Linked DNA regions of Rattus norvegicus: all the other regions are linked to region 1. A link is a contact called in public Hi-C data. All regions are on one chromosome and are shown on one strand. Each heading gives the region's core, a stretch centred on a gene start, on an enhancer-like site or on the middle of the called end of the contact. The rest is flanking DNA. Distances are from core to core; before and after follow the strand shown. Region 1 holds the start of Igtpl1 (interferon gamma induced GTPase like 1). Region 2 holds the start of Sh3bp5l (SH3 binding domain protein 5 like). Region 3 holds the start of Zfp692 (zinc finger protein 692).

Region 1 (4,208 bases), core at 496-2,995:
CACCCTCAGGACTCATTCCCCACAGGTGTTTTAAAGTGCATTCTCTGGGTCAGTAGGGGTCTAGTCAGGAAGAGGACGACTTTAGGAATTTTCCCCAGGATTGCTATGTTGGTGATGGATTAAATAAGGAAGTAAAAGGGAATCAGTAGAAAGTCTGGTTCTCCACATTAAAACAGAAAACTACTGCCACTTAGGTGAGACGTGAAAAGAAAGACCTGCCAGAGCTGAGGGTTTGGGGCTTACTGCTACAAGCTGGAACCAGGAAGAGCTGTTCTGTGGTATGAGGCTCTCAAAAAAGCCTCTATGGTGGGCTGGCCAGTTCTGAAACCCTCAGTGAAACCGCCTGGCCTGCGAGAAGTCTGCAGCTTCCTTGGTAAAAGGGTTTGTGTGTGTGTGTGTGTGGGTGTGTGTGTGTGTGAGTGATTTCAAAGTTATTTTTGTGAAGAGTTTGCCCATTTTGTCGCCAAGTTTGCCAGCATACATCTATGTGAATATACCGTGTTTGCAATAGTCAAGATAACGCAACACACCCTTTCCCCAAAAGACATGTGCATCTTCATCCCCAGAATACTGAATTCCCTAGGAGTGTGCAAGGTCACTAGGGGATGTAAACCTACCAGGGAAGCTAAAGTGCTTGGTGTGTTAGGAGATTTGTCCTGTTTGCCTACTGATCATAGTTTTCAAACTGGAGGAAGGAGGCAGAAGGAAAAACCGCAGGGAGGCGTAGTCACCCAGGAGTGGTCAGTGGAGGGCAGTTTTGCTGGCTTTGAGAACCAAAGGAGTTGGTTCTGAGGAATCTGAGAAGCATCTAGAACTAGCAAAGCAAACATTCTCCTATGGTCTCTAGAAAATAATACAGCAGATGTCTTTTTTTTTCTTTCTTCCTCCCCTACTTCTTTTCTTTCTTGAGATGGTCTCTGGTAGCCCAGACTAACCTTGAACTACCTTGACCAAATGCTGGGATAACAGGCATGAGCCACTGTGCCTGTTTTCTGCAGTGCTGGGAATAGAACTATGGCACTCTACCGACTGGGTTGCGTTCTCAGGCCAGCCCTGCAGATAGATGCCTTGGTTTTAGCCTGCTGGAACTCTTTCTGAATGTAACTGCAACACCATGCCGAGTTTGCACTATCCGGATTGTTACAGCAGCAATGGGCTGTTGGATGTTTAATACAGCAATACTGTTTTTATTTCAATATTGGAATTTTTTTTCTGGATTAACATAACTCAACTAGGTCTATCCCTCTCTCCCATTTAGAGGGCCACTTACCAGTGTGTTACTGGTATGTAGCAGGTAGATGCTCCTAGTTAACCCTGACAGCTCCTCTCCTAATGAGTGTCACCTGTTAGAAGGAACCTAGGGGCTCCTCTCCTAATGAATGTCACCTGTTAGAAGGAACCTAGGGACATAATCCAGCCTAATCTCAGGATTATAAAGCTCTCAAGCCTCACGAGTGATGAATGTGTCAATATTCTTGGAGGAGTACGTACCCTGATTTCAGGGAGGAAGAGAGGGATGCTCTGTGCTCCCTCCTAGACCTGCCGTATATGTTCTCTTTGCAATAAAACTAAAGTAGTAAGTCTAGCACTTTCTGAGTGCCAAGAACACTAGGCTAACCAGGGTTACGGAGGGTCACTCAGCATGTGACTAGCAAATTACTGAGTTTGAGCGAACGTTTATTTTTATTTTCTATGTGGGATCTCAAGGTTTGCTGGGAGCCCACAGTGAGTAAATGAGGAAACTCAGAGAGTTTCAGAAAGTCTGCACCCAGGTCAAGAGGTCTAAAGTAAACATATCATATTATCCCCATGGAGTCTAATTGTGCAGATGGGGAGCAAGGCCACTATGGGTTTGTGGGCTCTGAGTTCTGGCTCAGCTCTTTGATGGCATGAAGACAGTCTGGGGTCTAGATGAAACTTCCCCTCCTCAGTCACTCCATCTTCCTGCCTGGATCCCTGCACCCTCGACACCATGCCAATAGCATGCTGACCAACCGATGCAACCTATGGCCCTGGCGGCTTTCAGGGTTTTTTTTTTTTTTTTTTTTTTTTTTTTTGGAGCTGGGGACCGAAGCCAGGGCCTTGCGCTTCCTAGGCAAGCGCTCTACCACTGAGCTAAATCCCCAGCCCTGGCTTTCGGGTTTTTATGCCTAGAAATGTCTTTGTTGTGAGAAGTCTACTTTCAGTTTCACATTACTGGAAGTTCCTGTACTGCATTGTTGAGTGTTCCCCTCCGTCCAGTTGGCTGGATTCCTGTGAGGGCAGAGCAGCAGTTAGGGATAAATCTCAGAGCTCTGTGTACACAGTACAGCACACTTGGACTTCCAAGCAAAGACGGATCTGTACATGTATGTGTGTACCTGCTGTGCCTGGTGCCGAGGGAAGCTCTTCGCCGGACTGGACTCTTCCACCGGAAATCGCCTTTTCTCAAAGGAGCTGGTGAGCTGATATATATATGCTTTTAAAAAATTAACATAGGTTTACAAACAGGATTATAGGTGTGGGGGTGGAAGTGCAGGCAAGCTTGATGGGCTTGGGGATGCCATGGGCTTAGGCCGAGAGGCAGGATGGGTGGAGGACAGCTAAAAGCCATTCAGAGAACTTCACATCTGGGATAGTTTTAGGAAGCAGTCATATCCAGGCTATGGAAACGACAGGGATATTTGATGGATAGGGGTTGCACTGGAAGTCACCTGACACCAGACTATCTAATGTGCATATTAGATATCTAATATCTAATCTGTCTTTTACCTGGAAGACAAGTAACATTATCTGAGCACAAACTCAGGAGTCCATGTGTCTCCCTGAACTCATTCCTCCACCAAACTGTAGGCTTGTCCCTGGTGAAGGCACTGGACACGCTTGGTGACTTGAATGCAGTCTCCAGGCCCCACGTGGCAGAGGGAGAGAACCAACTCTCACAGGGTATTTTACCCCCGCCTGTGCACCCCATCCCCATACACACGCACAATAAATAAAATGTAATTTTAAAGAATTTCATTAATATCCCAAAGGGTTGTCTTTTCTTCACCATTTGCTGGTTTTTTTTTGTTTTTTGTTTTTTTATTTTTCAATTAAGATTTTACTTTTAAAGAGAAGTTTTAGTTCCACAGAGGAAAAAGAAAAGGTAGTGACTTATACTGCTGCCCTCCACATGCCTGGTCTCTCTCACCCATCACCAGTATCCCCCACCAGAATGATGAACTATCTCTGACGCTCTGTGTTCAGACAAGGTCCAAAGACTGTATGACTGTTTCCCCCAGGTCCTGTGCATCCGAGATGCATCTCAGCAAACACCCAGTTATGGTGTCACACACGTATTTCCACTACCTTCTACCCTGTCTTTTCACTTGGGCCCCTACAACTCGTGGCAGCCACTGTCTTGTTTTTTTTTTTTTTTTGTTTTTTTTGTTTTTTTGTTGTTGTTGTTGTTTCCATAATTTTGCTGTCTACGGAGGGTCACTCAGCGTGTGTGACATGCTGCCAGAGTCGTGTTGCCTCTGCAGTCTTTTCGTGGCTTAACAGTTCGGCTCTTGTACTTCTGAACAGTATGTGGTGGTCTCGGAGATTCCGTAACTGTTTAGTTCATTCAGCCTACAAAGGGCACCCTGGCTACTTCCAAAGGTTTGGGATTATGAATAAACCCTTTGGAAACATTCGGGTGCAGGTTTGTGTGGGAACAAACACAGGACTGTCAAGAAGCACGCATGTTGACTGTGTTTAATTTAGTGCTGAAGAAACGGCCATGCCTGCGGCCCCCGTGGCTGCTGCCACCACTGCTGCTCCTGCAGCTGCTTGCTGCTGCCCCAGCCAAGGCCGAAGCAAAGGAAGAGTCGGAGGAATCAGATGAGGACGTGGGATTCGGACTCTTTGACTAACTCCCTCACACCAAGTCAGCCTGATTAATTTGAGAAAGATGGAAATAAAGGCTTACTTCTCTTAAAAAAAAAAAAAGGAAAGGAAAGAAAGAGAGAAAGAAAGAAACTGCCATGCAGTCTTCCAAAGAGAGAAGATTCTTTTATTTTTTCATATTCATTCATTCATTCATTCATTCATTCATTTTTGATAGTGTGCCTCTGGTTAGCCCTGGCTGTCTTGGAACTTACTCTATAGACCAGGCTAACCTCAGACCCAGAAGTCTGCCTGCCTCTGCCTCCCGAGTGCTGGGATTAAAGGTGTCACCAGCACTGCCTGGTGCTGTTTGTTCT
Region 2 (4,208 bases), core at 654-3,153, 150 kb after region 1:
CCCCTACTGTACAGGCTCCTATATCTAGCTGTACAATCCTTTATACCAGGGTTCTTAACCTGTAGCTTGTGACCCTTTGGGGGAGGAGGTCACATACCATACCTGATATCATACCTGAATATCAGATATTTCCATTATAATTCATAACAGTAGCAAAATTAGTTATGAAGTAGCAATGAAATGATTTTGCAGTTAGGAACTGTATTTTAAAGGGTTGCAGAAGTAGGAAGTTGAAAACCACTGTTTATACAGTCTTCCTTATTGTTCTTTGACAATCCACAGAATATTTTTAAACATAACTGCTAACTAGAAACATGCTGGCTTTATAGCATCGACAGTTGAAGCCTGCTTCTCTGGCATTGCCTCCCTGGCATAACTGTAGCCATTTTGCTTCATGCCTGCCAGCCACCTCATATTTGCTGATCCTGAAATTAGCTTGATGGCTGACACAGAGAATAGTTTGGCTCTGATCCAGGTCTAGTTGAGCACATATCTTGTTATGTTCAGAGGTTTGTTATATTTTTGAGGACCTTTTTTTCTTGCAAATTCTCCAATCGTAGCCTTTACTCAGAGCCAAGCAAAGATAAAGATCAGCTTGAACTGTTATGTCTAAACTACTTTGAAATAAATTGGAAAAAGGTCAATCACCCTATTGCCATCCCCGCACACGCTTGTCATTATGGTTTTCTGCCTATATAATCTGACCCTGAACAACGTTCACGATCCTAGCGTTCAGTTCCAGAGCCTAAGCTGCTTCTATCGGCCTTAGGGTGTGTGTTCAATAAACTATCCCTGTCTTGAGATTAATGTTCCTGTGGGTTTTGGGGCGATTCCTGAACCCTGTGATCAGCTCTGGAATTCCTTTCACTTCAGACTATGGAACCCCGTTTTCCTTCATTCTCATTCCTGTAAAACACCTAAAGGCCCCTACACAAATAGGAACGCAGCAATTGACTAAACAGAATCTTTTCTTCACTGCTTTACTAAACATGGATTATGTTCGACAGAACCTAATGGAAAGAGAATTTGGCTCAGATAACGTGCTTCATCTACAGGGAAAAGCCCCGAGTCCGTTAGACATTTGTACCAAGCAAGCACCTCACCCTGCAGGTCTGCCCATGGCCTCGGTCCGTTTTGCATTGTCATACATAGCACTGACATCCAGACCACCCATTAATGGAATAGGAGTGATACACTGGGCGAAGTTCGAGCCTCCTTCTCCTCTTGGAAAGTGAGCTAACAGTGAGATCCTAAGCATTCACGGCCGTAGCCGTCGCCCCGTAAGGCCTGCTACTTAGCCAGAGAGATGGCGCCCGCTGCAAGTCTCGGGAAAGGTTCACCCACCTGTAGTGACCTAGAGTCCGCCGGCTTCATTGAACCGGGGGGTAAAAATCACCTTTGATAAACGACTTTTTGTTTCTGTTAGTAATAACCAGAACGGAGAGCAGAGACCGCCGAAACCGGAATCCACGTCACTTCCGGTTCGTCCCAGGCAGTGAATGTTCACAGCCCCGCCCTTGTTCCTTATGCAAAGATGGCTGCTCTCTTGTACGACACTATTGCTAGCATTTCTCGAATTTGGAGGGACTACCGATCTCCATCACCTGCTGTTGTTCTCTTCAGAAACTCATACGCATGCATTCATTTCACTTAGGCTTGGTTGTCGGGTGAACTGGAAGCTAGGAAAGGCGACGTTGGACATAGAGTGGTGCCATCTTGTACGGACGCTGAAAGCTAGCACGCCGAGCGTTGCACTTACATCGGGCAGTATTTATCAGAGAGGAAGGGAGAAAAATAGCGTTGTTACGTGATGGCGTATTTCCGTTTCCTCTCCGCCAGGGCGTTTTTTGGTTGGACCGTCTTGTTGCAGAGGGAGGGGGAAGATTGTTTGCTCCGTGGATGCTCCCGGTATAGCAAGGTAAACTGAGGTAAAGCCGGGAAGGGGCATTTTTTTTTCTTTCTCCTGTTTATATGGGATGGCTGAGACTCAAACGTTGGGTCCGCGGAAGAGTATGCGGTTGGAGCCTGGAGGCTCAGATGGCCCCCAGGTCTGGAGAGGCAAGATTAGGGGATAGAAGGTGATTTGCAAAGCCGGACGGGGTAGAAGGGGACGGGCCTGATAGAAAAAGGGTGTGGAGGAGAGGGTGGGGCTCGGGAAGTTTGGAAAGGGAGGGACTGTGGAGGGGCCGTGAGAGAAACAGGGACGAAAGCAGAGTCGGACCTAAAGTCCTTGAGGCCTGAGGAAAGAAGTTGAGGTGGGGATTGGTGGATCGCGGGTGTGTGTGTTGGGGATACGTGGTGTCTTTGGGAGACCCAGGACTGAAAGGAGGCTGCTGGCCAAGGTTCTAATGCTGACATCATATGTAACTTGGCCTTTGTTTCTCTTGCAGCTCCCCAGAGGCGCATCTCCTGCCCTCTGCTTGGACTTAGCCTTCTCTCCATCTGCCACCACAGCCTGGAGGCGCTTGCCTCCACCCTCCCGAATGGTGCTCCTCTTCACAGGTGTCGGCCCAGGATCCAGGCCCCCTTTGCTCCCTGAGTTGGAGCTGTTGCTGTTGGGGTCTCTTGGTGGACTCCCCGTGGTGGGGTGTGAAGAACTTTTGCACAGACGAGGCTTTAGTTATAGGGACCTCATCAGCAGTTTGAATCTCAGCCTCTAACTGAATGCCAGGCTCCTCTGTGCTCCTTCTTTTCAACCTTTGAGACTAGAAGACCCTTCTCTATTACATCCAAAGCCCAGGAAGCCTCAAGCTGGGGCCCTGGTCCCAGCATGTCAGCCCTCTCTTGTGCATAGGGCTCTGCCCTCTTCCAGCCAACATGGCTGACCTCAAAAAGTCTCCAGGGGGCCGGGAGACACCACAGGGGGAACTTCGGCCAGAAGTGGTAGAGGACGAAGTCCCTAGGAGCCCTGTCGAAGAGGAGCCTGGAGGAGGTGGAAGCAACAGCAGTGAGACCAAATTGTCCCCTAGAGAGGAGGAAGAGCTGGATCCTAGGATACAGGTGAGAAGGCTGAGGAAGGGAGGAAGGCCAGATGCTAGACTTGCTGAAGAGCTGTCGGATGAATGAGGTCTTAGACTTAACTCTCACAGCTGGTCGGGGTGGGGAAGGAAAACAAGCGTGTACACAAAACACTATGGTAGTTCAGTGTGACAAGTGCCAAAAGTGTTTTCTGCAGTGCTGATAGAGAGCAGGGACCCTGCCTGAGTGCTTGGGGCAGAGAACCTTTTATTTTTCTTTCTGAGTAAGCAAAAGGATTGCTAGCTCGCTCAGATACCTTACATATACTGGAGGCAAGAGGAGGTGACTGAGACTGGGAGGCAGTTTTGAGGCTGAGGAAATCTTTCCCTCTTTTTACCTTCTCGGGGATCTCTTGCAGAATCAGTCAGGTATTTGAAAGGCATCGTAAGGTTTGGGCCTGTAAGGAAGTCAACCCCCATCCCCTCTCTTTAGAGACAGGATTTTCTATGTAGCCCTGACTGCCCTGGAACTTGATTTGTAGAGGAGGGTGGCCTAGAACTCAGAGATCTGCCTGCTTCTGCCTCCCGAGTTCTGTGATTAAAAGTGTGTGCCACCATGCCCAGCAGGAAATCTCTTATATTGCAAAGACTTATATCAGTTGTGATCGGTCCTTAATATACGTTCCTGGCTATTGGAATTGTGTGTTTACCAAAAGAGTGTCAGAGCAGTTGACTGTCATGGAGTGTGCACAGTCTAGTTGGTAAACCAGAGAGGTGGTTGTGTAAGAGACAGCAGGGAACTGGTCTGAGGTAGACTGGTCTTTGTGGAGGAGCTGGCTGGCTAGGACGAGCTTAGTTATCTGTAGTGTTTCAGGGTACTGTCTGAGGTGGACTATATGGGAAAGTTTCTTGGGCTGAAAATGGCCAATATGTGCTGTGTGTTTGGGGCATAGCTCTCCCATTTAGGTTGCATCTCTGAGACTCTGTTATAGGGAAAGCGTTTTAGCTCCTTCTAGGTAGCTAGAACATCCTAGACCTTGAATTCTTGGGCTTCTCCTTCAATAAACCTTACTGGGTAATGCCAGTGAATTGCAAAGAAAGTAAATCTTGTCTTGGTGTGTGTGTGTGTGTGTGTGTGTGTGTGTGTGTGTGTACACTAAGGCTCTTTGGGTTGTATGTGAGCTTATAATGGAGCATTAGTGACTATTCCTTTCTGTCATGAGTCAGTAATTTATTTCTTCTGCGCTTCAA
Region 3 (4,208 bases), core at 1,191-3,690, 130 kb after region 1:
AGGCCTGGTCAAAGGCAGGCCCCAGAGGAGCTTAACTAAAAGTTGGTTAATGATGGATTTGCAGGAGGTTAAAAACCACACAGAGGAGAGTTTGAAGAGCTCTTAAAAAATAGCCCACATAGCTATTATTTCATATTTATTTATATAAAAATAAATGACTGAATAAATAATGCATGATGTAAAGAAATTGCCAATGGATGGGGTAAGTTCAGGTCCCCAGTGTGATAAACCATGACGCTTGACATTATGGCTTCTTTTGGAAGCTTTTTTCCCTGCAGAGAATAAAATCTTGTTCTCTTTTCTTTTCTTGCCTGTCTGTCTGTTTTGTCTTTTCTTTTTTCTTTCTTTCTTTCTTTCTTTCTTTCTTTTTTTTTTTTTTTGGAAACAGATCTCTCTACATAGCCCTGGATGTCCTGGAATTCACTTTGTAGGTGAGGCTGGCCTTGAACTCACAAGAGATCTTCCTGCCTCTACCTGAGTGCTGGGATCAAAGGTGTGGGACACTGTATCTGGTGACCATGCCTAGCTGCAGTAAACAAAATTCTTAATTTAAAAAAAAAAAATTATGTGGGGTGTGTCTGTGTGAAAGTTGGTGGACACAAGTGCAGATACCCTCAGAGTCCAGGAAAGGGTGTTGGATCCCCTAGGGTTGGAGTTACAAGTGGCTGTGACCTGTTTGATGTGAAGTCTGGCAACCAGCTCTGATTGTCCACAGGCGCAGTAAACACACTTAACTATTAATCCATTTTTTTCAAGTCTTATGAAGATAAGTCTTTTTAAATTTCACTTGATTGGTTGATTGAGTCATGGTCTCACTCTATAGCCCTGGGCAGCTTAGAACTTGATATGTAGATCAGGCTGGCCTGGAGCGCATATGAATCCTTTTACCTCTGCCTCTTAGGTGCTGTGATTAAGGTGTGCACCACCAGCTGTAGTGATCATCTTTAAAAATAAAAATTACTTTGTGTGTATGTATCTTGTGTATGTGTGCCATGCCATGTTTGTGGAGACCTGAGGACAACTTTGTGGGGACCATTTGCCCCTTCCACCCTTGTGGTGGGTTCTAGGGATTAAATGGAGGCGCCAGACTTGCTCAACAAGGGCCTTTCTCTGATGAGATACCTCAACAGCCTACGGTGACTGACCTATTGTATGCTAAAACATAGTTTCCCCAAACATCCATGTTCTAACTACTGGAATATGTGAAAGTTGCTTTTTGTAGCAAACACTTTGCAGATATAATTGTTTGAGGTGTTGAAATGGGGGGTAATCCTCTGGGTTACTCAAGTGAATTATGTGTTTGAAAAAGGAAGAGGAAGGCTTGCACTAAAATGAGGCCATGTGGCTATGGAGTCAGAAGCTGATGTGATATGGCCAGAAGTCACGGAATGCTAGTTATCATTGGAAGATAGAAAAGGCAACGAGAAGATTTTTTCTTAGAGCTCTCACTAGACATGTAGCCCTGTTTAGCACTTTGGTGCTGACCTTTTGACTCCAAAACTGAAAGGGAGTAAATTTCTGCTGTTTTGAGTTGTCAAGTTTGTAGTGATTTGCTACAGAAAACAGTCAATAGTGCAAGTGGCTTGGAGTGAGGTTTGAGCCCCCAGGATGTTCACTGTTGACATCCTTGTGCCAGGCACTACAGTAAATTCTTTATATGCATGAAGTGTATTAACCGAGTTAACCATGAGAGTCAGCTGGGCAGTCAAAGGAGTTTGGAATCCCAAAAGGGTAGCCAGAAGCATCAATCAATAGGCAATCTAATTATACCACCCCCAAGAGCATATCTAAAAGACAGGCTTGCCGGGGACCTGAGCCTGTACATTCCATCTTTTGATAATTCAGAAGGATCTAAGAGAGAAGAGGAGCCCACAAAGAGGCAGGAAACCGGGAGTAGACGAAGCCTGAGAGTGAAGCTGACAAGAAAGTGAGATGAATGTGTGGCAGAGGAGGAGAGAGCTACACTCTTTTTCATTCTAGGGCAGAGGGGCAACAGAATTGGTCACTTCATTTAGCAGCAGAGAGATGTAGGCCTGTACTGTATCCCAGCACTTTAAAAGTGGAGGCAGGAGTTCAAGGTTACCTTGGCTACATAGTGAATTGGAGACCAGCTTGAATTACATGAGACCTTGTCTCAAGCAAGTCAAAAAAACAAAAAAGTGCCATTGGCAAGCGCCGTTGCGGTCACTTGATGGAAATAACTCCAGTGTGCACAAAGTCTAGACATCTTGTGTGGATGCTAACAGGTTATGAGCTGCAGCTGGAAGGGTGGTCTAGCAGTTCAGAAAGGGCTCTAGTTGGCTTCAGCTGGCGGATGCTGCAGCTAGCGTTTGCTTGGTGGCAACTGAGAGCCAGAAATGTTAACAGAAGGAGCGTTGTGAGGACCAGAGCTAACTACAATTCCCGGTAGGCTTTGCACGGGGGCTCCCGGCGCGCAGGCGTAGGCAGCTGTCTTCCCGCTCCAAGTGCAGGCCGCAGCCTCCCAACGCCGAGGGGGACGGTTTCCTCTTAAAGGAGAAATAGCGGCGGTGCGCGCGGTGGGCCCCGGCCCTTCTGTGGCTTTCGAGCCCGCACGCGGGTCCGGGAGGCGCAGGCGCAGTCTGGGCAAAGGCGGGTTGGGGAGTGCAGGTAAGACCCCACGAGGATTGGCCCGGTGCTCTGGCAGTGCTGGGTGGGCTTCCCCTGCATGGGAGGCAATGAGAAGGCCGAGGCGCGGCTGCCTGCAGACCTGGCCGCCTCCAGACAAGGAGTGCAAGTTTCCAGTCGAGGTCTTTTCCCTTGCCTGCAACCCCTGTGCTCCAAGGGTCCACTCTGGCTCTAAGAAGGGGTGGCTGGATCCGAGAGCCGCGAGCGCTGCGGAGCCACTATGGTCTGGTCCCCATTCATTGCAGACAGAGCGGGGGCTGTGTCTGTCCCGAACGCCCCGACGACAGCACGTTCCCCCTCGCAGGCCCGGGCGCATATGGCCTCTCCGGTGGCAGACGCATCCCGCCGGCGGCGGGAGAAGCGCAGGCAGCTGGACGCGCGCCGCAGCAAGTGCCGCATTCGGCTGGGCGGCCACATGGAACAGTGGTGCCTCCTCAAGGAGCGGCTGGGGTTCTCCCTGCACTCGCAGCTCGCCAAGTTCCTGTTGGACCGGTTAGGGGCCGAGAGGGACTGGGGCGGGCACCGAAGTACAGCCCTAAGCCGGTTCCTACTACCTTGGGTTTCCCGTTTGGGCAGGGTGGGCCTGCTCCTCCCCTCACAGCCCCAGCGAATGGGAGGTCTGTAGGGTTGGCCGCTTAAATGTGTGACTGCCAGGACACAGGGTGGCTGGCTTCCTAGGCTCTGAGCTGACACCAAGCTCTTCTCTGGCAGGTACACTTCTTCAGGCTGTGTCCTCTGTGCAGGTAGGTAAAAGATGTTAACAGGTAGTGGCAGCTCCCAGAAACTTATGCCCCAAGAGAACTGGATCAGAAGCCCTTACTGGGCTTGGGAAGAGGACAAGCCTGAAATAAGCTTGCTGCAATGCAGCGGCCTTTGGGAAGGGGGCTTTGTCTTAGGACCTTTGGGTGTGTGTGTCCAGGCTCTAAACAAAAACAGAACAACAAACAAACAACTGTGTATCTAGGATGAAAACAAAAACAAGACCCCACAATTCCTCAGGGGGTGAAGCGATGTCTGGGTAGTGTGCTGCTCTTGCAGAGGACCCAAATGCCTTCCTAGCACTCATGGCAGGGGGCTCACGACTATGACTCCAGCTGCATGGAGATCCAACACCCCTGGCCTCCAGGAGCCCTTCACTCATGTGCACACATCCACTCACAGATACATTAAGCTAATTAAAAATAAAATATTTTTAGAAGAATGCCTACCAAAAAAAAAAAAAAAAAAAAAAAAAGAGATGACTCAGCAGTTAAGAGCACTGACTGTTCTTCCCAAGGTTCAGTTCCCCACAACCACATGGTGGCTCACAACCATCTGTAGTGAAATCTTATGCACTCTTCTGTTGTGTTTGAAGACAGCTACAGTGTACTCATATAAATAAAATAAATCTTAAAAAATGATTAGAAGAAAACAAAAACAAATGATGTTTAGATGGCCTGAATGGTTTTCTGGGTGAAGGGTTTCCATCCTTGCATGACTGCCTCATCTTATCTCCAGGTCCAGAGCCTGTACCTCAAAAGGGTCTGCAGTATCTGGTGCTCCTGTCTCATACACACAGTCGG

Evidence for each region. A called contact is a pair of places that touch in the nucleus more often than the background predicts.
Region 2: a Hi-C map of Schwann cells shows a contact between it and region 1, with 4 times the contacts expected there. The contact joins the promoter of Sh3bp5l here to the promoter of Igtpl1 in region 1. A contact is called at or near these places in 7 of 12 Hi-C or Micro-C datasets (the A7r5 cell line, Schwann cells, hepatocytes and 4 more) and 1 of 1 datasets of contacts at active chromatin or transcription factors (oligodendrocytes).
Region 3: a contact with region 1 is called in a Hi-C map of kidney, with 3 times the contacts expected there. The contact joins the promoter of Zfp692 here to the promoter of Igtpl1 in region 1. A contact is called at or near these places in 3 of 12 Hi-C or Micro-C datasets (the Rat2 cell line, frontal cortex and kidney).

What each region holds. Positions count from the first base shown.
Region 1 is chr10:42,858,378-42,862,585 of GRCr8, forward strand. Igtpl1 (interferon gamma induced GTPase like 1) reads left to right here and starts at 1,746. Exons shown (of 2, transcript XM_006246415.5): 1 at 1,746-2,439.
Region 2 is chr10:43,011,101-43,015,308 of GRCr8, forward strand. Sh3bp5l (SH3 binding domain protein 5 like) reads left to right here and starts at 1,904. Exons shown (of 7, transcript NM_001127581.1): 1 at 1,904-1,918; 2 at 2,391-3,000. The coding sequence starts at 2,818. It also overlaps a transcript of Zfp672 not described here.
Region 3 is chr10:42,986,506-42,990,713 of GRCr8, forward strand. Zfp692 (zinc finger protein 692) reads left to right here and starts at 2,441. Exons shown (of 12, transcript NM_001399592.1): 1 at 2,441-2,628; 2 at 2,951-3,138; 3 at 3,358-3,389; 4 at 4,144-4,208. The coding sequence starts at 2,963.